4 separate regions of the Mus musculus genome follow, and regions 2, 3 and 4 are each linked to region 1. The links are chromatin contacts, called in public HiCAR-type, HiChIP or PLAC-seq and promoter capture Hi-C maps. All regions are on one chromosome and are shown on one strand. The core of a region is the stretch at or near the end of the contact, and the rest is flanking DNA. Distances in the headings are between cores, read along the strand shown. Region 1 holds the start of Usp15 (ubiquitin specific peptidase 15). Region 2 holds the start of Llph (LLP homolog, long-term synaptic facilitation (Aplysia)). Region 3 overlaps Lrig3 (leucine-rich repeats and immunoglobulin-like domains 3). Region 4 holds the start of Lrig3 (leucine-rich repeats and immunoglobulin-like domains 3).

Region 1 (3,208 bases), core at 465-2,964:
AAATAGCCGTAAATGGAAATGACTTTTAGACTCATTGAGGCTGAAGTAATACAAAGAGAGTACTGCGCAGAAACAAGCAGTCACATACTGACTCACTCAAGTATGACGCCAATACACACCGGTTGTGCTAGTTGTTTTCTATTGCTGCAACAAAGCATTCTGACCAAAGGCAACTTAGGAAAGAAAGGGTCTGGGTGGCTTACGCTAGGGGAAGGTCACAGCCAGAGCTCAACAGGAACCCAGAGCAGAGTACGTGGACGGACACTGCTTTTTATGGCTTGCTCAGCTTGTTTTCTTACACAACTCAGGACCACCTGCCCACAGTGGGTTTACCACACCGATCGTTAAACAAGAAAATGCTCCACTGACTCATCACAGGCTACTCTAAGGGAGGCAATCCCATAATTAAGGTTCCCCTCTTTCCAAGTGACTTTAGTTTCTGTCAAGCTGACAAACCCTAACCAGGGAAACACTGCTTTCTCTTGGATGGGCCAGCAGTCCTCACTAATGCAGGCACCCCCTTCCTTACTGAGTTTCCCACCAAAACTAGGAGGCTTAAAAAATGGAGAGACCATTGCCCATCCTTTAACTTGTCACCTACTGTTCTACTGAGGTAGCCGTCTTCATTCTTAGAAACAGCAGTTTTGCCTTAGTTAATTTTGAAACGTTTGCCTCAAATGGTGTAGAATGGTACTAGACCATTAAACCGCAGTGCACACACACACACACACACACACACACACACACACACACGCACACACACGCACACACACGCACACTCACACGCCAAATTATAAAGAGAACTTAGTTGCAGCTTTTACGGAGTTTGTATCTTAATTCAGCCTTTCATGGAGGTACTGAGTACTGGGGATTTGAAATCTGTGCGATAACCTTGCACTTCCAGTTGCCGTGTGACCTTGGCATTTGATTTTTAAGAGGCTCAATTTCCCCGTTTGTAATTGTTGCCTTCAAATGCAGCTTGTATTATCGAGTCTAACTTTAGGCATATACAACCATGAAATTTAATCTAGGGGAATGCTAATTTGACGCCCATGAGGTTTCTCCCACGTTTCTAACCCCCTTCAGTACCTGGCCTTATTCAATACATCTTTAACTGCTTGTTCACCTAGAAACTGGGACATGTTTTGCACTGCAGCTAACGTGTGTGTGTGTGTGTGTGTGTGTGTGTGTGTGTGTGTGTGTGTCCACGCGCGCTAGGAGGCGTCACAAAGAGCTTATGAAAGGTAGAAGTCCCTACAGACAGCAAGCATGGGAGAGCTGGGAAGAACCTAGGAAGGGCACTGCGCCCAAACCTTTGGTTTCAGAGCCCTCTTTGTGCCAATATTCAGTGGGCTTGGGCTCTGCGGCTGGAAAGGAAAAGCCCCAAGTCACGGAACTGCGCGCTTTCTGCCATGTCCCAGCCGGCCCCGCCCTCCAGTAGGAGTGAACCCGCAAAAACATGGGTTTGGAGGCGGCTGCGGCAAGAAAAGGGCCAGCATGGCAAGGAGAGTCCGAGCAGGGCAGGGCAAAGGCAGGGAGAGAAAGCGCGGCACCCGGTGAGAACCGTGCAAACTCAGAGGTCTGGGGCGGCGGCGGCGACCACGCCGTGCTGCGGGGCGTGCGGGGACCCGAGGGGGCAGCAGGGCGCAGGCGCGCACCCGCCGCGCTCCCCGCCGAGCCACGCCCCCAGACCCCCGCCCTCGCGCCCCATTTGGTACAGACCTGCCGGCGGGGCGGGGCCGGGGACGCCATTCCCACAATGCTCCGGGGCGTGCCGCCGCCGTCGCCGCCGCCTCCGCTACGGCTAGTGGAAGAAGATGGCGGAAGGCGGAGCGGCGGACCTGGACACCCAGCGTTCTGACATCGCGACGCTGCTCAAAACCTCGCTCCGGAAAGGGGACACCTGGTAGGGAACGGGGTCGCGGGGCCCGCGGGGGCCCGAGGCTGGCGGAGAGCTGGGCGGGAGCGGTGGGCTGGTGTCGCCGGCTGGTGACAGGTGCGGACAGGTCCGGCGGCGGCCGCTCAGGCAGCAGATTTTGGGGGCAAAGGTTGGACCGGCGCAGAGGGCCGGGGCTCGCGGTGGGCGGTGCGCGCCCGGGGCTGCGCGGAAGCGGCGGCCGGGGCTCGCGGGGCTCCGGGTCCTCCTCCCTCCGGCAGTGCCGCTCCCACTTGGGGCCTTGGCGGAGCCCGGGTGCAGTGGCTCGGCGTGAGCCTGCCTGCCGCTGGTTTTTTTTTTTTTTTTTTTTTTTTTTTTTTTTTTTTTGACAGATCCCGGTCGCGCCGCTCCTCCTCGCTCGCCCGCCGCGCTTCTCTGGTCACTCCTTCCCCGGCGTCGTCCGCACCCAAGTTCCCCATTATTCCGATCCTTGTAGTCTTCCGGGAGCCGGGCTTCAGGATGTTTGCGGCGGGGACCACACAGGTGGTGTGTGTCAGGGCTCCGCTGAAAAGGAAACCCCTAATTTCCACTTCCTTGTCAAAAAGGAGGGAGCGGTGTAGGGACCTTGTTTTTTTAATTTTTTTTTCTTGAGAGAGAGAGAGAGAGAGAGAGAGAGAGAGAGAGAGAGAGAGAGAGAGAGAGAGGCACCACGTGGTCCTGTGCTTTGCTCCTGGCTCGATAGGAGCCGGCAGCGCTTCTGTTTGGAAGTGCAGCCCTTCCCTCCGGTTTGAAGGATAACGTAGGCCTGCAGAAAGTAGATAAGTCCACTTGAAGCTTAAAGGCTTGCTCATATTCAAACTTGTAAAATGCCAAAATAAGAGGGTACTGTACCTAAATAACTAGAGGAAGCATGTACAAAATTTAACACTCGTCAGCCAAAGCAGTTAACTTACAGAATTATTTAAATAAAGGGAAAGTTCTGTTTTAGGGGAAGGGCAGTGTGCCTGTGTGTTCTTTCGTTCTTTCTTTCTTTCTTTCTTTCTTCCTAAGTTACTTTTCCTTCCTTCTGTCTCCGTACTAGTGGTTTATAGCGTCTCAAGTGCCTGTTAGGTACTCCAGTGTGGCTAGTGGAAAGAGACTTAAGACCTGATTTATTCACAGTTCTCAAGTGCTTGTTAGGCACTCCAGTGTGGCGCGGTGGAAAGAGACTTAGACCTGATTTATTCACAGGTCCACCTCATACTTTGCAGTGTGACTTGGAAGCAAATTCATCCAAGCCATTGAGCCTCCGCATCTCCATCTGTTCAAAGAGCAATAACGATGTTATTGTGT
Region 2 (3,208 bases), core at 408-2,907, 3.0 Mb after region 1:
CACAGGACAGCTCCAAGTGTGATTGAAGAGGAAGTGTTTACTGTCGAAATGAGGGAAGGTACAGTCAGAAGAGTCCAGAGCAGGAGAGAAAGAAGACAAAACATCGCCAGTGGACTGAACCAGGCCATGAGAGGAGAGAAAGTGGGGTGGGGGTTGGGGAGGCAAGAGAGGAAGAGAAGTGGGGTAAAGGCGACTGAGAGGAACGAGAGGATCCAGGAGCCGAGAGAAGCACGGCCGAGACGGCAGTGTTATATGGGAGTGAGAGGGAGGCTTGTGAAGTGGAGACACTTGGGGGTTGGGGGGAGGAGCTGAGAGGAACCAGGGTGCCAGCATGTACTTTATTATCTAATAAGCTCCACAGCTAGCCATTTGTCCCCAGTTTCTTTTGGACTTGACACTAGGGACAAGTAGAATGGGTAGAAGACGGCTTTAAAAAGACAGAGAGAGACCGACCCCTAAGAGAAAAGTGGATCATTTTTTAGAAAAACCATGTAAATGAAGACCGAGGCTCACCCTTTTCCTCATCTGCGCCGTCACACCGCCCTTCCTCACACTGCATTTTCTCCTGGCGAGGTTTGGCTACCACCACGGTTGCTATCTCCTCAACGTCTTTCATTAGAGCATCCCCGTCCACTCTGAGGATACTCTTCAGTCTGTTGAGCTCCCTTGGCGCATTCTTCTTTCTCTTCTCGGCCCGCATCTTCCTCTTCCACTTACTCCGCAGGCTTTTAGCCATGCTTCACCTGGCGGTGAACAGAAACACAAACAAAAGGTTTACTGCTCACACCCTTGACTGGCAAGGACGTGGCCAAGCAGCCTTCTCTTCAGAACTGGGACAGATGGAAGAGAAGTTGTGCTGTGCCCTCATGCTTAGCTTATGTAATAATCAGCGCAGAGCATGAAAGGACTAAGTCCGGACACGTCAGGCCCCTTTAAGTAGGAACAAGTCGTTAATTCAAGCCGTTCTCAAAGAGCAGCTATGCATAGTAGACACAGAAAGCGAACAGCTCCGCCTTAAAATCACCTATTGCGCTGTTCTTATCCAATATCCGTCACCACATCTTTAGTGTGAACTTTTAACAGCTTAAACCATAGCTCCCTGCCTTTTAAAGACTCCTCCCCTCGTGTATCAAAGCTCATCCCGCTCCTCTCGGGCCTCCGACTTACTCTCTAGCCCCACACGCACGCAAGCTCCAGTCCGCACAACGCCCACTTCAGGACCGTCACATCTCCGATCTAGGTCTGGAAATGGCTCTCCCTAAGGCTCGCTCTGATCCTCCGACTCCTGTCAGCTCCTTTCTACCAAGTTCGGCTTCAACCCGGAGCTACCGTCCCCGTCTGCGGACTGCGGGGCTGAGCCGGATCCCCCGGGGCCACCGCTCTGCTGCACACCGTACAGGTCACGAGAACCGTGGGGTGGCTGGGTGAGGTCCCCTGAGCGTCAGCAATCACCAGTGGTCCGTGTGCGGGACCCCGAGCCTCGCCCTCCCGAGCCCCGCACCGAGCGAGGATGCGGTCAGGTCTCGCCGCGGAGGCAGGGTCCGAGCCAGTCCTTCACGCCGCGGAGTTGAGTCCAAAGCCCACGCAACTCACCTGAGAGACAACACCGCGCACCACGCGTGGGACGCCAACCGGAAGTACAGGCGCTTCCGGCTTCCGTTCAGGGGCCAGCGCACAGCATGCCGGGATCCTTGAGAGGCGTGGTCTTTGGGGAGGCGTGGTCAACCAGCTGTCTCTGTCATCCCGAGGCTTTGGCTGACCCCTACACCTACAGGAGAAAGTTTAAGGAATTTCCTGTCGGGAGTGGCAAATTATAAATCAAAGCATCTCAAAGCCTTGGATGGGCCAAGCCTGGCCGGGGGCCCTGTCTGTGACAGCCTCACGAGAAAGGATACCAAAGGGATTGCTCAGCTCTGATCATCCTGGAGCCCTTTCTGAGTTTTGTTTTTGTTTAATTGCAGTCTAGAAATTTTCTCATTTCGGCTGAGGATCCTAGGAGGTACGCGGCTGTGAGGATGTATCAAATTGTACAACTTAAATACGTCACGTCGACTGCATGCCAGTTATATTTCAAAGTGTCACCCAACAGAATAATCTTTCCTTATCCCCACGAATTTAAAGGGTAAAACAAGCTATTTCAACCAATGTTGATCTGTCCAAACTATTACATACCTGAGACAAAGCTAACCTAGGGTGAATGAGTTTACAAAAAAAGGTGTGGTTTTTGCATGTGCTTCTAATATTGCACAAGCTATGGGCGATACGCAAGTCTCTTTAACACTTGTGAAAGATAAGAAGAGTGTCTTAGGGCCTAGATAGTACCTCATTCATTGATCTTCAGTGGGTGATTAGGCAACAAACGTTAACTACCCAGACTTACCTGGAAACAGTGTTTTCAACAGATCACCACATTCAAGCATGTATGTGTACCACATGTGTGCCTGGTACCAGAAGAGGCCAGAAGAGGCCATCTCATCCCTTGAACTGGATTTACAGTTGGTTGTGAGTCACCACAGGGGTGCTGGGAACCAGTTTTACTTAGTTTTACTTCCATTACTGTGAAGACACCATAACCAAAGCAACTCTTAAAAAGTAAAACATTTATTTGGGACTGGCTCACAGTTTCAGAGGTTCAGTCCATTGTCGTCATAGCAGGAAGCATGACAGCATGCAGGCAGACATGGCGCTGGAGAAGCCCAGATCTGAAGGCAGCCAGAGGTTCTCTTCTGAACTGGCTGGAGCTTGAGCACTAGGGACCTTAAAGCCCACCTACACAGTGACACACTTCATCCAATAAAGTCACACCTATTCCAATGAGGCCTCACCTCCCAATATTGCCACTTCCCATGAGCCAAGCATATCCAAATCACCACAGAACTGAACCCAGGTCTTCTGCAAGAGCAAGAGGTGCTCTTAACCACTGAACCAGGTCTCCAGCCCCCTTTATAAGTGATGACTTATAAAATCCCTGTTTAATTGCTAGAAGAGCTGTGTCTTTTTGAAGAAACCATGCATATAGTGGAGCAAGCACTGAGATTTTTAACCCAGGAAAAATACAGTTGGCATTATAACAAGAGGAAGCGTGCATGCCCTGGGTTTGAAAAATCAACCTTACAGATGCTCTAAATTGGCAGCTTCATGTACCAAAAGGCTGTGGCTTTTGAACAGAAATTTGGAAAATAAAATCAACCTATTATGTATTAAGACA
Region 3 (3,208 bases), core at 347-2,846, 2.8 Mb before region 1:
AGGTATAAGAAGGAATAACGCAGGCCCTTGTGGATGATTGCCAAAAGCTTACTTGCATCCAAAGCCTATATCAGAGGTTTTATTTCCAAAAACTTGCTGACACCTTTAAATCCTGCAACCTAAAATATATATATTAATATATTTAATATGATGATATGCAATATATGAATATGTGATATAGGCTATATATAATACATGATTATATGCACAAGTTATATATATAAATATATACATTTGTGTGTATACAATATTATACACACTCACATATATATATACAAAGCAGTGTTAGTCACACTTAAATGTCAGTATAAAATGTGGGTCTGTAGTATTTCCTCACATGAACTTAAATTTAAGCAAATTTAGATTTTGTGTTTTATACACATATTTATTTTTGTAAAGAGTGAAGAGCTGACAGAAAGCTGAGTCAGAGATGAAAACTATTTTTTTAACCATGGTCTGTTCCTAACTATATACAGGAACTCTGGGAGACTTCAAATTCTGAGACTCGTGATTGCTAAGATAATGGATCTTTAAGTTATTTACAACAAATTCAATTGCCATTCCTAATGCTTTACCCACCAGCAGTTAATGTCTCAGTAGCCCTAATTCTTTAGCTACTTATTTATTTTTTTCCTACAGGCCTCTCAAAAAACCCCAGGGATAAAGAGCAGAAAGCAAACTGCCCCAAAATACAAGGCTGGGTCATCAATATTTCTATCTTGGCTGCTAGAGGGGCTCATCGTTAGTGCTACTCCTCCTTGAGAGCTATAGGCAGTTAATGGTTACTGAGGGATGGGGAGTCACATGCTACAATGCATTGTCCTTTCACAAGTAAATAATTCACTCATCTATGCTCACTCACACAGACAACACTGGTTAAACACAGCAGGCCACCAAAAAGACAGGAAACTTGGAACCAGATTCTGGGAGAAGGGGGTTTGGGGGTGGGGGAAGGGCTGAAAAAGGATAGCCTCACATATATGTGTATGAATTTGTGATTTTTATGAATTTATAATTATATGAATTTATGGATTTATAACTTTTAAAAGACAGCATACTGATTTTTAAAAGGGGGGAAATGGCAGTTAAGAAGCTTTCAAGTTCCCTGGACTGGTAGGTAGCTCAGAGTTATGACCCCATAGAAGGCTGGACTGTAGAGAGAGTTCAAGACTACTCACTGAGACCCCCCCACACACACACACCTCAAATATTTAGAAACAAAGAAAACGGTGAGAGGTGGGGAGCTGGTGGTGCAGCTCAGTGGTAGAGCACACACAAGCCTCCAGGTATGACTGCCACTAACACGACAAATGCAGTTCCTAGGTCCAGGGACCATCTTTGAAAGTGACTACTAGGAACTACGGTTTTCCCAACAGTCTCTAGAATTAAGAGAGCAAGCCTCAATGTAGTATCATGACGGACAAAGGTGTGTATGACATTTCCAGAAGCGGCACCAAAACCCAGGAAGGGTCTCCACTGCCTGGGTGCAGGATGGTGGGGGAAGTGCAGTGAAAGGGGAGCCAGGCCGACTCTCAGCTCTCTCAAGCTCCAACTTCATTCCTGCCAGCAAACCACGCGGATGCTAAAACAAATACCAAAACTCTACCAACATCTGTAAAACTTTAACAAGCGGCAGACAACAGATCCACTTTGTCTACCTCAGCAGAAGAGGAAAAGCTTATTCAGAGGACACAGATCTCTTCGAAACCATCATTTGGACAAAGGAGCGGGAAATGAAAGAGAATTAATAAAAACCAAGGATGGCGCTTTACTTACCACACACAAAGCCATCTGGGCTGACAGTGAAAATGCTCCTCCCTTTCAGCAGCTGAGGGTGGGCACAACTGGCATTTACGAAGCTCTGAAAGTTGTTCTCCGCCACCCACTGTGGGAGCCATCTCAGCTGGCAGTCACACAAAAGGCTCGACGTATTTAAATGCCTGAGGAGAAGAATTACATTCATTTTGTTTTGCATGAAATGCAGATTTCTAAACGTAAATCAAACCTACGTAAATATGAGGCAAGCGGGGAAGGGGGGGATCAGGAAACCGAACGTGTGATGTTGTAAATATTCTACAGTCTACGGTAAATGTAAGAAACAGAGCTAGCAGGGCCCCTGGTCTTTGCTGTTCTTATTGTCCTATGGAGGAATAAGTACCGATACATCAGAAATTCCTAGCTAATGGAAAACGAGAACTATATTTAGGAACCATACTATATATGGTCTCACGAATTTAAGCTACAAATTCAAAACAGAAAAAGAAATTCCAGTTGCAACCAAGGGAATAAATGGCCCGCTCCCCTTGTTTCCCGGTATAACCATTAATAATGTCAAGAATGTGCTAGACGCTTTCTGTAGATGTTGCGTCACATGACATCCCCCTTAGGGCAGAAAAAGGGAAAACTTACAGCTGCTGAAGTTTCTTCATTTGGGAAAACGCATTGCTCTGTAGAGACATGATGGCGTTGCCACTCAGGTCCCTGGAAGACAGAAAATCAAACCCGCTGGTGAACTATGGCCAGGGTGTGTGTCCTTAAAGCCTGGGCCACACCCTACAACCCAGGCTGTTCACCAACCAAACACTTCATGCTGAAATGTGTAAACGGGACAAGCGCAGAGAAGCCCCTCACAAAGCTCCGACCAAGGCACCCAGAGTCTGGTCAGGGAAGTTACTTGTGTCACCCGCCCAGGATGTCCACTCCTCAGGGCTCTCAGGCTGATCTGCCTGCTGTCTCATTTCATTTCTCATTATTCAAATTCACTATTAGTTAGGGGTACAACCTAGGAAACAACACTGGTAGCCCACTTTCTGTGATAACGTGCTGCGCCGAGTGATTTTAGCATACATTATCACACATATCCCCAAAGCAACTCAGCTAAAGATGGCTTCACTACGCAGCTTGGCATGAAGGGGGAAGGAGGTTGTTAAGCCCATTATTTTCTATTCCAGCCTGATTTTGTCCCACAGAGCTCACTGCTGCAAAGGCAGCAATGTGTTTATTAAACCAAGTAATGTTTCAGGCAGGACAGCTATAAAATGGGAGGACATTTTGTGTTGGCTTTATTTTTAACTGGTACTTTATAGCAGTTTGAAGTCAATTGCCAGCCATGATGGTTACATTCCTCTCCCCCATCCCCCGCGTGCACGCATGCACACACACACACATATACACACACACACATACACACACACATACACACACACAC
Region 4 (3,208 bases), core at 379-2,878, 2.8 Mb before region 1:
AGCCACAACTAATTGAAAGTCTTCCTGCTTCAGGCTCAGGTCTTTATCTCCCCTTTCACGAGTAATAAAAGCTGCTACATCAGACATTCCATAATCAGCCATTAAATATCAATCCAATTCTCGTTAATTCTATTTCCTTATTAAACTCCCTTTTAAGAGAGCGTGTTGTTTGATGGTCAACAGCTTATAACTGATGAAACAATGTAGGTTGGGACACTGGATCAAAACCACGATTTCTTAAGCCGCCTGGCCAATATTGTCAGGACCTACGAGTGTTTAAGAGCTGAGAATGTCTGCTAGGCCTAAATTTCAGAATCTTTAAGTATGAAGTGATTTGATTTCTTTTAAACGGGACAACTTCTTTTTTTTTTAAGTGCAACTTTTGCTTTTTTGCTTATGGCTTAAACGCCCCCTCCAATTTTAACAAAATTAGGGGTTGGGAGAGAATAAAGAGAGCTGACATTTGTAAGGACTCGCATTTCCAAGTAAATTATATTTTCTTCCGTGTTCTATCCACACAGTTGGCAGTGACTTCGGGGTTTCTGGCTTCCCAGCTAAAATCCGCCAAACAGCACTCAGCGCAGGCTCTAAACTTGCCCAGATCTCGGTTGTGAAAACCTACTTCCTTTGCTTAATCTACCCGATCAGTCTTCGCACCCAACTTCTCACAGTAACCAAGACGCAGACGCATTTCAAAGTGGCCCGGGAGCGAGGCTGATGGTCTGCTAATGTGAAATTAAGCACTGCGGAGAGAAAAAGTCTGTGCGGCTTTGCTTGAGCAAGGGGGGTTATAAGAGAAAGGCGCGCCTGCAGTGACCGTCTAGGGACCCTAACTAACCCCTGAGAAGCTACAGTTGGGCCAGTTTCCTACATAAACTCAGAAGAAAACTTGCAAAATACAGTGTCTCGCAGACTGGCTCCCAATCGCAGGCGTCGGGTCTGCTGGCCTAGGAGTGGCGACTCAAGAACCCACCTGCGCGGATGCAGAGGGAGACTGAGTCCCCCCACAGGGCTCCGGTAGCGGCCTGGGCGCTGTATAGTGCGCTCTGAGCCCCGGGCCTAGGCGGACTCTTCTGGTCTCGCACCCCTGGCGGGCCGGTCTCCTTCACCCCACCGGAATGATACTGATACTCACAGCCGTGTGACCCAGGCCGGGAGAGGATCGGGAAGGCGAACCAGCCGCCGCCGGCTGCAGTCCAGCAGGTCCCCGAGGCAGTGGCAGGCGGCTGGACACGGGCGCTGCGCATCGTCGTCCAAGAGCTGCCCGGGAGCCCCGTGGCCTCCGCTTCCCGCCGGGCCCGCGCGCCCCAGCCCCGCGCACAGCAGCAGTCCCAGCGCCGCGGTGGCCGCTCGGAGTCCGGGAGCACCCATCGCCGCGCGCCCCGCCGCCTCCGGTTCGGCCCGGAGCTCTACAACCTCGCGCACCCCCAAAAGCACCGACTCCCAGACCGGGCTGGACACGCCGATCGCCGCCTCGTGCTCCTGGTGGCTCAGTCCCCGCACTGAAGGCCTCGCATGCCCCTGCACAGCGGGAGAGCCAGCAGCGGAGGACCGGCAGCCACGGTGAAGGCAGCCCGAGCGGCGTCCGAGAACGGGATGGCACGCCGAGAAACTTTTCCGCCTGCGGCGGGCGGCGGGGCGCGATGTCCCGGCGCGGCGGAACGGCGAGGCGGGGCGAGAAGGCGGGCGCGCGCCCATTGGCCCGCCTGGCACCCGCGGCCACGTGACAATAACAAGGCTCCAGCCCCGAGCCGGCGCCCGGGAGAAAGTGGAGCTGAGATTGTAGGAAATTCCGAGTTACATTTTCCAGCGTCTGCAGCCAGCAGTCTCCGCTATGTCCTGAGAACCATAGATCAGATGGAATGGGAGGGCAAGAGCGAGCCAGCGAAGGAGCGAGCCAGCGAAGGACTGAGCCGGCTGGTGCTCTGAGCTGCAGTTACTTAAGGGAAACTTTAGAGAGTACAGTTAAAGTAGTTGCAGTGTTCCAAGGCCTTTCAATTCCTAGCGAGAGAACTGTGTCGATTATTATATTGTTGGCGAATGAAACAGTGGCTTTCATAAAAAAAATTAATATCGGTGCCAGTGAGGTCTTTTATGCCCATAAATTGGACATATATAATGTATATGTATGCGTATTTGTATATGATGTATATGTATAGCCTGGCAACCCAGCACTGTATGGAAGAGGCAGGCAGACCTATGAGTTTCGGGCCGGCCAGGACAACACAGTGAGACCCTGTCTCAAACGTATGTGCACATGGATGGATGGCTAGATGGATGGACAAAGGACATGGTTTGGGATATGGGAGCTTGGTTTATAATAGATGGAGCTGGAGGGAATGATAATAAATTAATAAATAACTAAATAAATTAATAAACTAAATAATAAATTAATAAATCCAAGTTGGCAATCAGATTCCAAACAATAGTAGCTAAGAAGAATAAAAGCAACCACACTAATATATGCTAAGACCTTGAAAGAAAAAGCACACGTGCGCATGCACACACGAACGCACGCACAAACACACGTGCACATGCACACACATGCTTACACACACACACACACACACACACACACACACTTACCTTAGTCTACCTGCCTTTTGAATGATGACATTCTTGACTGAAAAGTCTACCAGACTTAAATAAGCTTATCTGTCTGTGGGGTATATTGAGGGAGGAGGTAGAACCAAAATACCAGGCACCCCTGAAGTCTGTCTGGATGTACTCAGCCTGTAACCTGGGTAGCAAGGTGTTGAAAATAATGGAGACCTCAGAGTTGATCTGCTAACACCTCAGGGAAAATAGGTCCCAAAGAGATACCTAACATTTTGTAGGGTGACATAAACTAATTTTAAGGCTCTGTTTCTGTAGGTTGTTGGCTGCATGGTATCTGCCCAAGCATGTCTGTGACTTGGGTTACTTAATCAGCTAGTTGATGCAGGATGAGATAGCTGATGGAATTGAGACTTTAACCCCATGACCATTGACTTGCACTGTAGCGTTCACCTGTGTAAGCACGGCCATTCATGGGGAAATAAAAGACTCTGAAGTTGGCACACCCTAGTTTAGGTGAGATATCCCCTCCCCTTTCTTCTGCCTGCCTGTAGCTTTGCCACATTTTAGAACGATAGACAAGAAATAGCTATAATTACAGGGCTTCCATTAAGATCCACAACAATTGGGCAATGGATTTTTCAGGTTCCTC

The links. HiCAR-type assays count read pairs that join an accessible place to other places. HiChIP or PLAC-seq counts read pairs in DNA pulled down with a chosen protein or histone mark. Capture Hi-C pulls out chosen DNA fragments and counts their contacts.
Region 2: a contact with region 1 is called in a promoter capture Hi-C map of adipose tissue, with 4 times the contacts expected there. The contact joins the promoter of Llph here to the promoter of Usp15 in region 1. A contact is called at or near these places in 3 of 39 promoter capture datasets (liver, neutrophils and pre-B cells), 1 of 484 Hi-C or Micro-C datasets (muscle stem cells) and 1 of 9 other capture datasets (adipose tissue).
Region 3: an H3K4me3 HiChIP or PLAC-seq map of embryonic forebrain shows a contact between it and region 1, with 13 times the contacts expected there. The contact joins the enhancer-like site here to the promoter of Usp15 in region 1. A contact is called at or near these places in 5 of 39 promoter capture datasets (3T3-L1-derived adipocytes, cranial neural crest, hippocampal neurons and 1 more) and 2 of 115 datasets of contacts at active chromatin or transcription factors (embryonic forebrain and stem cell-derived neural progenitor cells).
Region 4: a contact with region 1 is called in a HiCAR-type map of astrocytes, with 9 times the contacts expected there. The contact joins the promoter of Lrig3 here to the promoter of Usp15 in region 1. A contact is called at or near these places in 3 of 39 promoter capture datasets (embryonic stem cells, hippocampal neurons and liver), 2 of 484 Hi-C or Micro-C datasets (embryonic stem cells and muscle stem cells), 2 of 115 datasets of contacts at active chromatin or transcription factors (astrocytes and embryonic forebrain) and 1 of 9 other capture datasets (embryonic stem cells).

What each region holds. Positions count from the first base shown.
Region 1 is chr10:123,195,525-123,198,732 of GRCm38.p6, reverse strand. Usp15 (ubiquitin specific peptidase 15) reads left to right here and starts at 1,714. Exons shown (of 22, transcript NM_027604.4): 1 at 1,714-1,906. The coding sequence starts at 1,818. Gm4129 (a long non-coding RNA gene) reads right to left here. Exons shown (of 3, transcript XR_003949042.1): 1 at 1,723-3,208.
Region 2 is chr10:120,225,509-120,228,716 of GRCm38.p6, reverse strand. It overlaps Llph (LLP homolog, long-term synaptic facilitation (Aplysia)), which reads right to left and starts at 1,657. Exons shown (of 3, transcript NM_025431.2): 1 at 1,594-1,657; 2 at 514-743. The coding sequence starts at 736.
Region 3 is chr10:126,001,674-126,004,881 of GRCm38.p6, reverse strand. Lrig3 (leucine-rich repeats and immunoglobulin-like domains 3) reads right to left here. Exons shown (of 19, transcript NM_177152.5): 11 at 2,410-2,481; 12 at 1,777-1,940. Among named protein-coding and RNA genes, the nearest start is that of Gm29997, 23 kb to the right of the region's middle. Within about 2 kb of position 1,596, at least 23 of the 459 cell types and tissues checked have an H3K27ac peak or open chromatin away from gene starts, as enhancers often do. A contact at or near this core is called in embryonic forebrain and liver, where this site is marked.
Region 4 is chr10:125,964,639-125,967,846 of GRCm38.p6, reverse strand. Lrig3 (leucine-rich repeats and immunoglobulin-like domains 3) reads right to left here and starts at 1,628. Exons shown (of 19, transcript NM_177152.5): 1 at 1,136-1,628. The coding sequence starts at 1,371.